Linked DNA regions of Mus musculus: region 1 is linked to region 2. Evidence: chromatin contacts called from public Hi-C data. All regions are on one chromosome and are shown on one strand. Each heading gives the region's core, a stretch centred on a gene start, on an enhancer-like site or on the middle of the called end of the contact. The rest is flanking DNA. Distances are from core to core; before and after follow the strand shown.

Region 1 (4,608 bases), core at 99-2,598, 270 kb before region 2:
TCAGAACGGCAGAGCAAAGGCGCTGAGCTGATTTATAGGAGGTAAAAGCCGGAATTAGGACAGCCAGTGATACAAGATGGACCTAAGTATACTCTTCACTTAAGATTATGTACCGAACTCACTTTTGCCAGCCCTGAGAAGGCTGGGTCTGGACGATTGTGATGTCTGGGCCAGCCTGGGCTACATAGCAAAGGTTTGGTGTGAGGAGGGATAGGAAGAGGAATAAACAAAAGTAGAAACAGGGAGTCTTCACCTGGGGCCATATTCCTGGTACCATTAGGAAACTGTCTGAATCCTTTTTATTCGAAGAGTTAAAACTATCATTTTAGTCTGTACTTCAAGGAAAGCAAAGCACACCAAAGAGAAAAACTGTCACCCTGACTCTAATCCAAGTTTATAGTACCCCGCCATCTCCCCTGTCCCCCTTTGCAAACTAATCCTTATCTTTTAGTTAAATTAGCAGTCACCGTGACTAGTATGTTTAAAACTTGGGTAAGTCTCATAGTGGGCTCCGCAGGAATTCTGTTTTCACCAGCACCCTTTTTTCCTAGAAGCCCTCTCTGTGTGTTTCTGTGTGTCCTGGACAGATTCAAACCGTAGGCCAGCATAAACCTTCCCATCCCAGACCCTCTTTATCTCTATTTCCTCATCAGTCAGAGGAGGGCAGCTTCTTCTTTTAAAGCCCTTGGTAGGGCTAATGGAGTTGGTCTATGTGAAAACCATTAAAAGCTGTCATCATTGTCATGGTTTGCTTTGTTTACTTTGAGATTTCATCTACTAGCCAAGGATGACCTTGACCTTTTGGCCCTTTTCCTGCTTCCCGAGTGCAAGCATTAACTCTCCTGCTTTTATGGGGTGTTAGGGACTGAATGCAGGGTCTTACGCATGCCAAGGACGCTTTCTACCGGACAAGCTGCAAGCCGAGTGAGCTCTTATCATGGTTTATGAGCCACTCAAGCCTTGAGTCGAAGGTTCAATACAGCTTGTCTTGGCATTTTTTTTTTTTCCTGAAAAACCCAGGTAGGGAGGATACTGATGGACCCAAGTCCATCTTGGCAAACCGATGAAACTACTGGGTTTACTTGCAGAAACATAGGGTAGCTAAAGGCAGCAGTTACATCACTGCAGAGTCCCACCCCCAGCACAGACTTATGGAAAGCTATTCCACTGATGATTCCCTTAGCAAACCCATAGGCAACCACACCACCAAAGAGTCCCAGGCAGGCAATTATTTACCTCATGTAAAGCAGGCAGTGGAGCGGGGGTGGGGGGTGGGAGGTGGGGGCAGGAATAGAAGGGCCTTGGATCCCTATCTACCTCTCCTCTCCCTCTGTGATTGACAGGGGAATTCACTGGGCCTGGTCTCCGGAGAGCTTCCTGCCAATGAAAACTGCTCCAATCAAGATGGAAACAGTAATGTTAAACTCAAAAGAAACGTCCACACCATTGAGCTGCACACCAGATTGGAGGCATTATTTCAAACAGATTGCAGGTAGGCACTCTGCACAGGGTAAGAAAAGTTGATACTTCATAGCTGTGCAGCGTGTTGTCCCAGAGCAAGCACTAAAGTTATAGTGCACAGGCTGTGGGCAGTGTGCCGGGTTTATGCAAGGCTATGTCCAGAACCAACAGGCCTCACACTGTGCCAAAGGCCCGGGACAAGCTCAGTGGTGTCAGAGCTTCTGGTCCCTGGGGACTGCAGCGGAGCCTGGAAGGGGCTGAGCATCCTGCCGCTGTCCCAAGCTGGTGGTGCCTGCCCTGCCCTTTCCTGGCTGGGTGCAGACGTGCTGGCCTCTGTGCGCTCAGGGCAGGCGCCAGGGCGGAGCACGAGAGGACTTCTTGGATGCCTCCTCCCTCAGAAACAAATTCCAGTGCCTGACTGCAGATTGCATGAATCCTCACAAAGTACTGTACCTATTCAGCCTTAGGAAAAAGTTCTTGTTTGATATCAGAAGCTAAGGGGGGTCAGGCCTGATACTTAGATGGGGAAATGGTTGAGAACTCTGGGAGCAAAAGATGCATACAAGGCCTGCAATGCTTTCCTTTCTGGCTAGTAGCCAGATGCTCAGGTGTGTGCTATCAGGAGGGTTGTCTGTGGTAATAGCCCTGAAAAGGAGACACTGGGATACTTCTTTCCCCACCCCACCCCCAAACTGTGTGAATTTATTGACTGCACTGAAAGGCAAATGATGTATGGCAAAATCATTTTTTAAAGTTAGAATTTGATAGGAAACCCGTTATCGACAGGCTGTTTAAAAGGTGCCTTCTAGTATTCAAGCAGAGGATAGGTTCCTCAAAAGATGATTACAATCTTTAGTATATTTGAGCAAAGACTTGTTGACTAGCCAAAGCACCATGCTCATCCTGAAGTGGGCATAGATGCTTGTGAAGGGGTCTGGCTTGTCCTCAGAGTATCCCTGAAGTGATTCCAGGTCAGGCTGGTAGAAGGCAGCAAACAAATGCTCTCAAAGAATAAATGTTAGCCAGCTATCATGGCTCACATAAGTCATCCCAAGGCCAGCCTGGGCTCCATAGTGAAACCCATTTCAAACAACAACAAAATCAAACTATAAATATACTGAAGGGAAGAGCAGAGACAGTGAGGGCAGAGAGGAATCCAGGCTGAGCATGGGAAGGAGGCTAGGCTGGGCTGGGCTGGGCTGGGCTGGGCTGGGCTGAGCCTCCATGGATAAGTGAAAGTTGGCGAGCCGAATTGATGGGCGGGTTGGGGAGTTCTGGGACCGGGCAAACAGGAGTACCTGTTGATTGACATGTGGAAGAGCATTGTGTCTCTGAGCAAAGAGGAAAGGAACAGGTGAGAGGGCCTGTGGGTGTATACCAAGGGTTGCCTGGTGTGTACAAGGCTCTGGGTCTGAGCCCCAGTGTATACACATGCCTCACATGAGCCCTGCAGAGGTGGGAGGAGGGAGATTGGCTGTTCGAGGCCAGCAAGGGCTACATGGCAAGTCTGTGGCCGGTATGAACTGCATGAGATCCTGTTGGAGAAGAGAAAAAAGAAAGAAAGAAAGAAAGAAAGAAAGAAAGAAAGAAAGAAAGAAAGAAAGAAAGAAAGAAAGAAAGAAAGAAAGAAAGAAAGAAAGGAAGGAAGGAAGGAAGAAGGAAGGAAGGAAAGAAAGAAGGAAAGAAAGAAGGAAGGAAAAATATAGGAGGTGAAATACGGAAGGAGAGGTGGGTCAAAGTGAGCTCAAGAGATGGCTCCACCTTGCTAAGAAACTTAGATTCCTTTCTAAAGCTGGTGAAAGTTGAAAGTTGTCCCTCAAACACAGCACCATCTCTGCTGGTCCCAGGTGTTGTCAAGGTAGAGCCCAGGGGGCATAGAAGGTAGAGGCCTATGGGACGAGGCGCTACCCGTTAAAAATGGTGCTGCTGATGGTATGTGGCTGCCATCCACACTCAGACCTCACACATGAGCAATGTGGGCTGCTAACTTTTCCAAGTTCCTTTCCCTTTCTCTCTCCCAGACCAAGGATCAACCCCTGAGCCTCACAGAAGCTAATTTGGGCTATGTGCCCAGTTCTCTTTTTGACAGTTATTAACATTTATTTGATTATGAATCTTTTTTGTTCTTTTCCACATTTCAACCTTTTATTGTTTAAGTACAGGACTGGATTATTTTAATGCAGTACTGTCCGGTTTGGGTATTTTTCAGGTTAATAGTGATGTCTCCCCAACATGAGCGAGAGAATACAAAGCTCTTCTTAGCTACAGGAAGGCCCCATCTTTGACATTCTTCTTCCAAGGTTTCAAGGAGACGTGGAAGGGTGTCTTTATCTTGCAGAACCTATCTTGGGAAACTTTGTCTAAAATTTATCCCAAGATTCTCTTATTCACTGACTCGGTGCTCAGGAAATTAAGCATGCGTTTCAGTTGATAACTTCTTTATTAAATATTCCTGATGGGAGGCCCTAGCCTCGCTCTTGGGGTTATAGCAGAGAGGAAAGTAGACTGAGTTCCTGCTCTCAGAAAACGGAAGATTACAACTGGGAACTAAGAGTGAGGTGGGCTCATGTACGTAACAGGGAGTTACAATAAGAGGTGCCAAGAGTCATGACTGGCATTATTCTCCACTGCAAATAATCAGATCATAACCCTTGGCTGGGAGTTAAGTAAGGCCTCTCTACAGGAAGGGATATTCCAGCTGAACGTGGGAGAATTCATACACCACCAACAAACCACAGAAGGAAGGGGAACGTTCCAGGCAGAGGGCTAACATGAGTAAGAGCCCAAAGTAAGTGGCTTGTCGTAGGGGTTCAACACCATTGAAGAACACTGCGGGGTGGAGCGAGCCAGGAAGTGAGAGCAGAGGATGGAAGGATGCAGGCTGGCCCGAGGATGCCTTTGGCTGATAGTGAGGCAGCTCTGTAGATGGTTATAACCACAGGAGGTTCTAAAATCCTTCTTGTACTTTTGAGAACAGCCCCCAGCTGAGAGGTACTATGAGTTTCTTAGAAAATTGCGTTGGCTAGGGTCAGCAAGATGGGTCAGCGGGTGAAAACATGAGCTGCTAAGCCTGAGGATTTGAGTTTGATCACATGGTGGAAGGAAAGAGTTGACACCCACATGCCGTCCTCTGGCTTCCACAGTCAC
Region 2 (4,718 bases), core at 437-2,936:
CTCTTCCACCGTGAAATCTCTGGTATTAAATGGGCTTGAAAGAGTCGACTCAAAAGGTTACTAGAAGTCCTATACTTATGAGGTATTTAGTCAATGTGCATTTTCACATGGTAAGCTCATTGAAAGCATCTTCTCTAGAGTTTCCGACATTTGTCAAGTATTTAAGGCATTACTGCTATGTGAAATCTGATATAAGTGAAGTGACCACTGAAGTATTTTCCAGTCACGCAACTGAAAGTTCGCCATATGGCCTTTCTTGTGTTGAGTGAGGTAGGATATATTGATGGAGGTTTTCATCTACTGCACATAAGGCTTTTCTCTGCTGTGAGTTTCCTTGTGTTATAAAAATGAGATGATTCCCCAAATTTATCACTTACACACATTTCTATGGTGTGGCCATTTCTCATATTTAACAATGGATGTTTTAGAGATTAAACTTTTACTAGAACTTTTCCATACCTGAGACCTTACCCCCACTGTGAAGTTAGAGGAGCCTAGCAGGTATGTATTTGAATTAGAAAGTTCTCCTACATCCATCATACTTAGAAGATTGTGATCCTTTGTGAAATCTCAGGTATAAAAGCTTGGAAGTATGCTAAATAATACACACACACACACACACACTCACTCACTAACACACACACAGAGGCTCTTTTTTGCTGTGAAACTGCTCATGCTGAACAAATTCATTTTTTGTGACTGAAAATTATTCCACATCTGTCCAGTGTATGGGCAAGTACGGGGCTCACTGAGCCCTTCTGTAACTTCTCTGATACTTGGGACTACAGCTCTCCACAAATGAAGACCAGCCTTTTCCCCTTTCAAAGATTATCTTATGACTCTACTGCAAATTTAACAAGAGTCTCCTAAATATTAGACATTCCACATGGCTACTATGCAGTGGGTTCTCCAGGCTGGATAACTGGTTAAATTTTTTATTTGATGCCTAACACTCTTACAGAGCTAAGCTTCAGGGTGTGAAGCATTTGTTGAAGATGCTCTGCTCACATCCTTCATCCTCCACATCAACCTCGGGAGCGAGCTTAGATTACCTACGCCATCATGCTTTGGTTAACAGGGAGTCCCTATTGGCATCTGTACTGGCTGGGTTTGTGTCAACTTGACACAGCTGGAGTTATCACAGAGAAAGTATTGAAGGGTAAGCTGAATAAACCCTTTCCTCCCCAACTGCTTCTTGGTCATGATGTTTGTGCAGGAATAGAAACCCTGACTAAGACAGCATCTATCGCTGGGGTACCTGGGAAGGATTTGGAAATCGGAAGTCCCAGGGACAGCACAAGCAAGAAATTCTCCAGCATCACGTTGTGGTACAGGAGCTTCTGAGTGTCATCGAGGAGACCCCACTCCTCTGCAGTGAAACGCAGGCACACGTCCTCCAGGCTCACACAGCTCTCGCCTTGGTTCCCACGGGCCTCCGCCATAGGATCAGCGCATACACTGGGGCCTAGCTGCTCAATGGGTTCTCAACCTCAGCCGCTCTGTGGAAGAGACGAGAGAAGAGGGCACACTGGGTATCCACGACACTACATCTCAGGACGACACACTGATCACCACCGAGGGACGCGGAGGACTCACCTGGGAGGTCACCTCCGTGGGGTCACACGGCCACACGCTGCAGAAGCCACCCCACCGACAGACCTCGGGCCCTACTTCCAGAACGCAGCCAAAGCCCTTGCTTTAACGAACTTTCTGTGGTGATGTCACCGAAAATTCCGCCCTGGAAGTCCCGCCCCTCCCCTGCCGCAGTGTGTTGTAAACCCCGGAGTATCAGCCATGTTTGCATGAGGCTTTAGGGAAAGCCGACTGCAGACATTACAAAGCCCAGAGAAGTCTCAGCTTCAAGTCCAGTCATGTCCATACTAGTTGTTGGTTATCTGAGAGGGTTGATACGTATAATCATACTAATTTTGGAAGCAATATTTCATACACTGCGATATCAGAAACTATCCACTTTTTAGAAAACGCCGATTGCCTTGGCTAGACCCTTGGCTAGGATATTGTTCATTAATATGAAGTGCTTTCTATTTTTATTTCGTACTCTCATTGATTCTATAAGTGAATGGGACTAAGTGTGATATTTCCATACGTACCCGGGCATTTTAAAACTCTTGCATTATTCTACTTACTATAGGTATCTGTTATGCTTATGAAAATTACATTTGGGGAGATTTATTACTTCTAAGCAAGGTCTTACTCGGTAACACAAACCAACCGCCAGCTCATTGCAATCCTCCTGGCTCTGCCTCCTAAGTACAGATTAATGGTGTGAGCCAATCACACCAGCCTGGGAAGGATTTTTAAAGTGATAATTAGTTACCTGATACTGCTAATTGGTCGACACCAATTTGGTCGGTCTAATTTTTCTCATTTTAGGCGTTATTTTAGTTGAATGTCTCGAATAATGGGTCTCATTGGCGTTTTCATACATGTATATGTTGTGATATATTTTAAACATATCCCTGAATTACTATCTTTTGTCCCTGTCATAGTGTCCTCTTGCTGTGAAGAGACACCATGACTACAGAAACTCTTACAAGAGAAAGTGTTTAATTAGAGCTTGCTTACAGTTTCAGAGTTTAGACCATCGTTTTCATGGCAAACCTGGTGCTGGAGAAGTAGCTGAGAGCTCTGCATCCTGGTTGGTGGGCAACAGGAAGAGCGAGACTATTAGACTGGCTTAGACTTTTTAAACCCCAAAGCCCAGGCCTAGTGACACACTTCCTCCAACAAGGCCCCACCTACTTCAACAAGGCCCGCCTCCTAATCCCTGCCAAGTACCACCATCCCCTGAAGACCAAGCGTTCAAATATACAAGCCTGTGGGGACTATTCATAACCAAATACCACAGTTCCCTACAACTGCGGTCTCTTCTCAAATTGTCTCACTTCCACTTCCATGTATTATTATTATTATTATTATTATTATTATTATTATTATTATTATTATTATACCTAGATTCTGCATGTGAGAGTAAATGTAGCTTTGTCTTTCTGTTTTGGCTTATATGTCTTTAGATGATGATTTCCAGTTTCAACCGTTTTCCTACAAATGGAATAATTTTGATCTTTTTAATGGCTGAGTAAAACTCTGTTGTATTCAAACTCTACCATCAGTGTATTGAGGACCAAGGCGTCAGTGAAGTCATGTGATTCGGTACGGACAAGCACTGCCAGAAACACCTCATTTTTATTACTGGTTTTGTTTGTTTGTTTGTTTTGTTGGTTTGTTTGTTTGGCCACACTCACACATGACCCCATATGAACCCACAGTTGAAGCTGGGCTCTGCTGTTTCACTAGTTTCTTTGTGTATTTTGTCAGTGCCACATTATCTGTTCCCTTTTTGTTCCTATAGCTCTGCACTATAATGTGAAATTGTGTTACTTGGGCCATTCACTATCCTTTGTGTTTCTATTTGAATTTTAGCATATTTTTCTTTTTCTGTAAAAAATGACATTGGATTTTAATGGGCATTACATGAATCCATAGATTGCTCCTTGTAGGGTCTTCTTCAATTTCTTTCTTCACCATTTTGAAACTGTGGTTGCAAAGGCCTTTCACAGCCTTATGTATTCCTAGGTATTTTATTGAGTGAGTGAGTGAGTGAGTGAGTGAGTGAGTGAGTGAGTGTGTGTGTATGTGTGTGTGTGTGTGTGTGTGTGTGTGTGTGTGTGTGAGAGAGAGAGAGAGAGAGAGAGAGAGAGAGAGAAAGAGAGAGAGAGAGGAGTGTAATCTCTTTACTGATTTTCTCCATAACATGTTATGTTGGAAACAGGAAAGCTGCTGATTTTTGTATGTTTCATGTCCTGCTGTTTCCTGGAAGTATTTATTAGAACTAAGAGTCTTTGGATAGTGTGTTTAGGGTCTTTTAAGCCTAAGATTCATCACGTACAAATAGGGATAGCATTAGCTTTTTTTTTCTCCTTTCTAAATCATGTTTGCTTGTTTCTCCTGCCTTATTGCTCTGGCTATGTTTTCAAGCACTGTTGTGGGGCAAACACTCTGTTCTATTCCTAACTTTTGAGGAAACGTTTCTGGGTTTATTCCCCCAGGGGTTTTATTATGAACGGATTATTTAATGTTGTAAAATGCTCTCTCTGCCTCTATTCAGATGAAAATATGATTTTCCCCTTGATCATATATGTGTATATACTCTCCTTATTACATCCACTTAGTTGTGTGTCTGGAAATCCTTGTATCCCTGGAATGAAACAACTAGGTAATGTCATATGAAGTTCTTCATGTGTGCTATTGAATTTGGCTTGTAAATATTTCATTGAAGGCTCTTCTCTATATATACTTTTAAGAATTTGGACTATAGGTTTTGTTGTTGTTGTTGTTGTTGTTTTTAATGCTTTGCTGTACCTTTATTTGGTTTGGGGTAGTGCTAGGTTGTTGAATGAGTTTATAAGTGTTCCTTCCATTTATGTTTCATGGAATAGCTTGCATAGCCTGAATGTCCTTCTGTGAAGTTAAAGGTGAATTCATCACCTGATTATGGGCCTTCTTTACTGAGAGATTGTTATTACTTCAATGTCATTGCTCATTAAAGAATTGTTTAAGTTTTCTATATCCTCTTTGTTCAATTTTGGAAAGTCTCATTTGCTCCAATTTTTTTTCAAGTTTATTGGTCTATATGCTTTAAAGACTTCTTTGTTTAACATTGGTGGAAAGAATTTCTTAATGATCTCTGGATCTTA

The links. A called contact is a pair of places that touch in the nucleus more often than the background predicts.
Region 1: a contact with region 2 is called in a Hi-C map of bone marrow-derived macrophages, with 20 read pairs. The contact joins the promoter of Platr6 here to the promoter of 1700020N01Rik in region 2. A contact is called at or near these places in 15 of 39 promoter capture datasets (the 3T3-L1 cell line, the C10 cell line, the HPC-7 cell line and 9 more), 5 of 484 Hi-C or Micro-C datasets (bone marrow-derived macrophages, brown adipocytes, cerebellar granule neurons and 2 more), 1 of 115 datasets of contacts at active chromatin or transcription factors (fibro-adipogenic progenitors) and 3 of 9 other capture datasets (adipose tissue, embryonic stem cells and liver).

The regions. Positions count from the first base shown.
Region 1 is chr10:21,854,978-21,859,585 of GRCm38.p6, reverse strand. It overlaps Platr6 (a long non-coding RNA gene), which reads left to right and starts at 1,348. Exons shown (of 5, transcript XR_001779731.1): 1 at 1,348-1,492.
Region 2 is chr10:21,590,113-21,594,830 of GRCm38.p6, reverse strand. 1700020N01Rik (RIKEN cDNA 1700020N01 gene) reads right to left here and starts at 1,686. Exons shown (of 3, transcript NR_027968.1): 1 at 1,597-1,686; 2 at 1,259-1,499.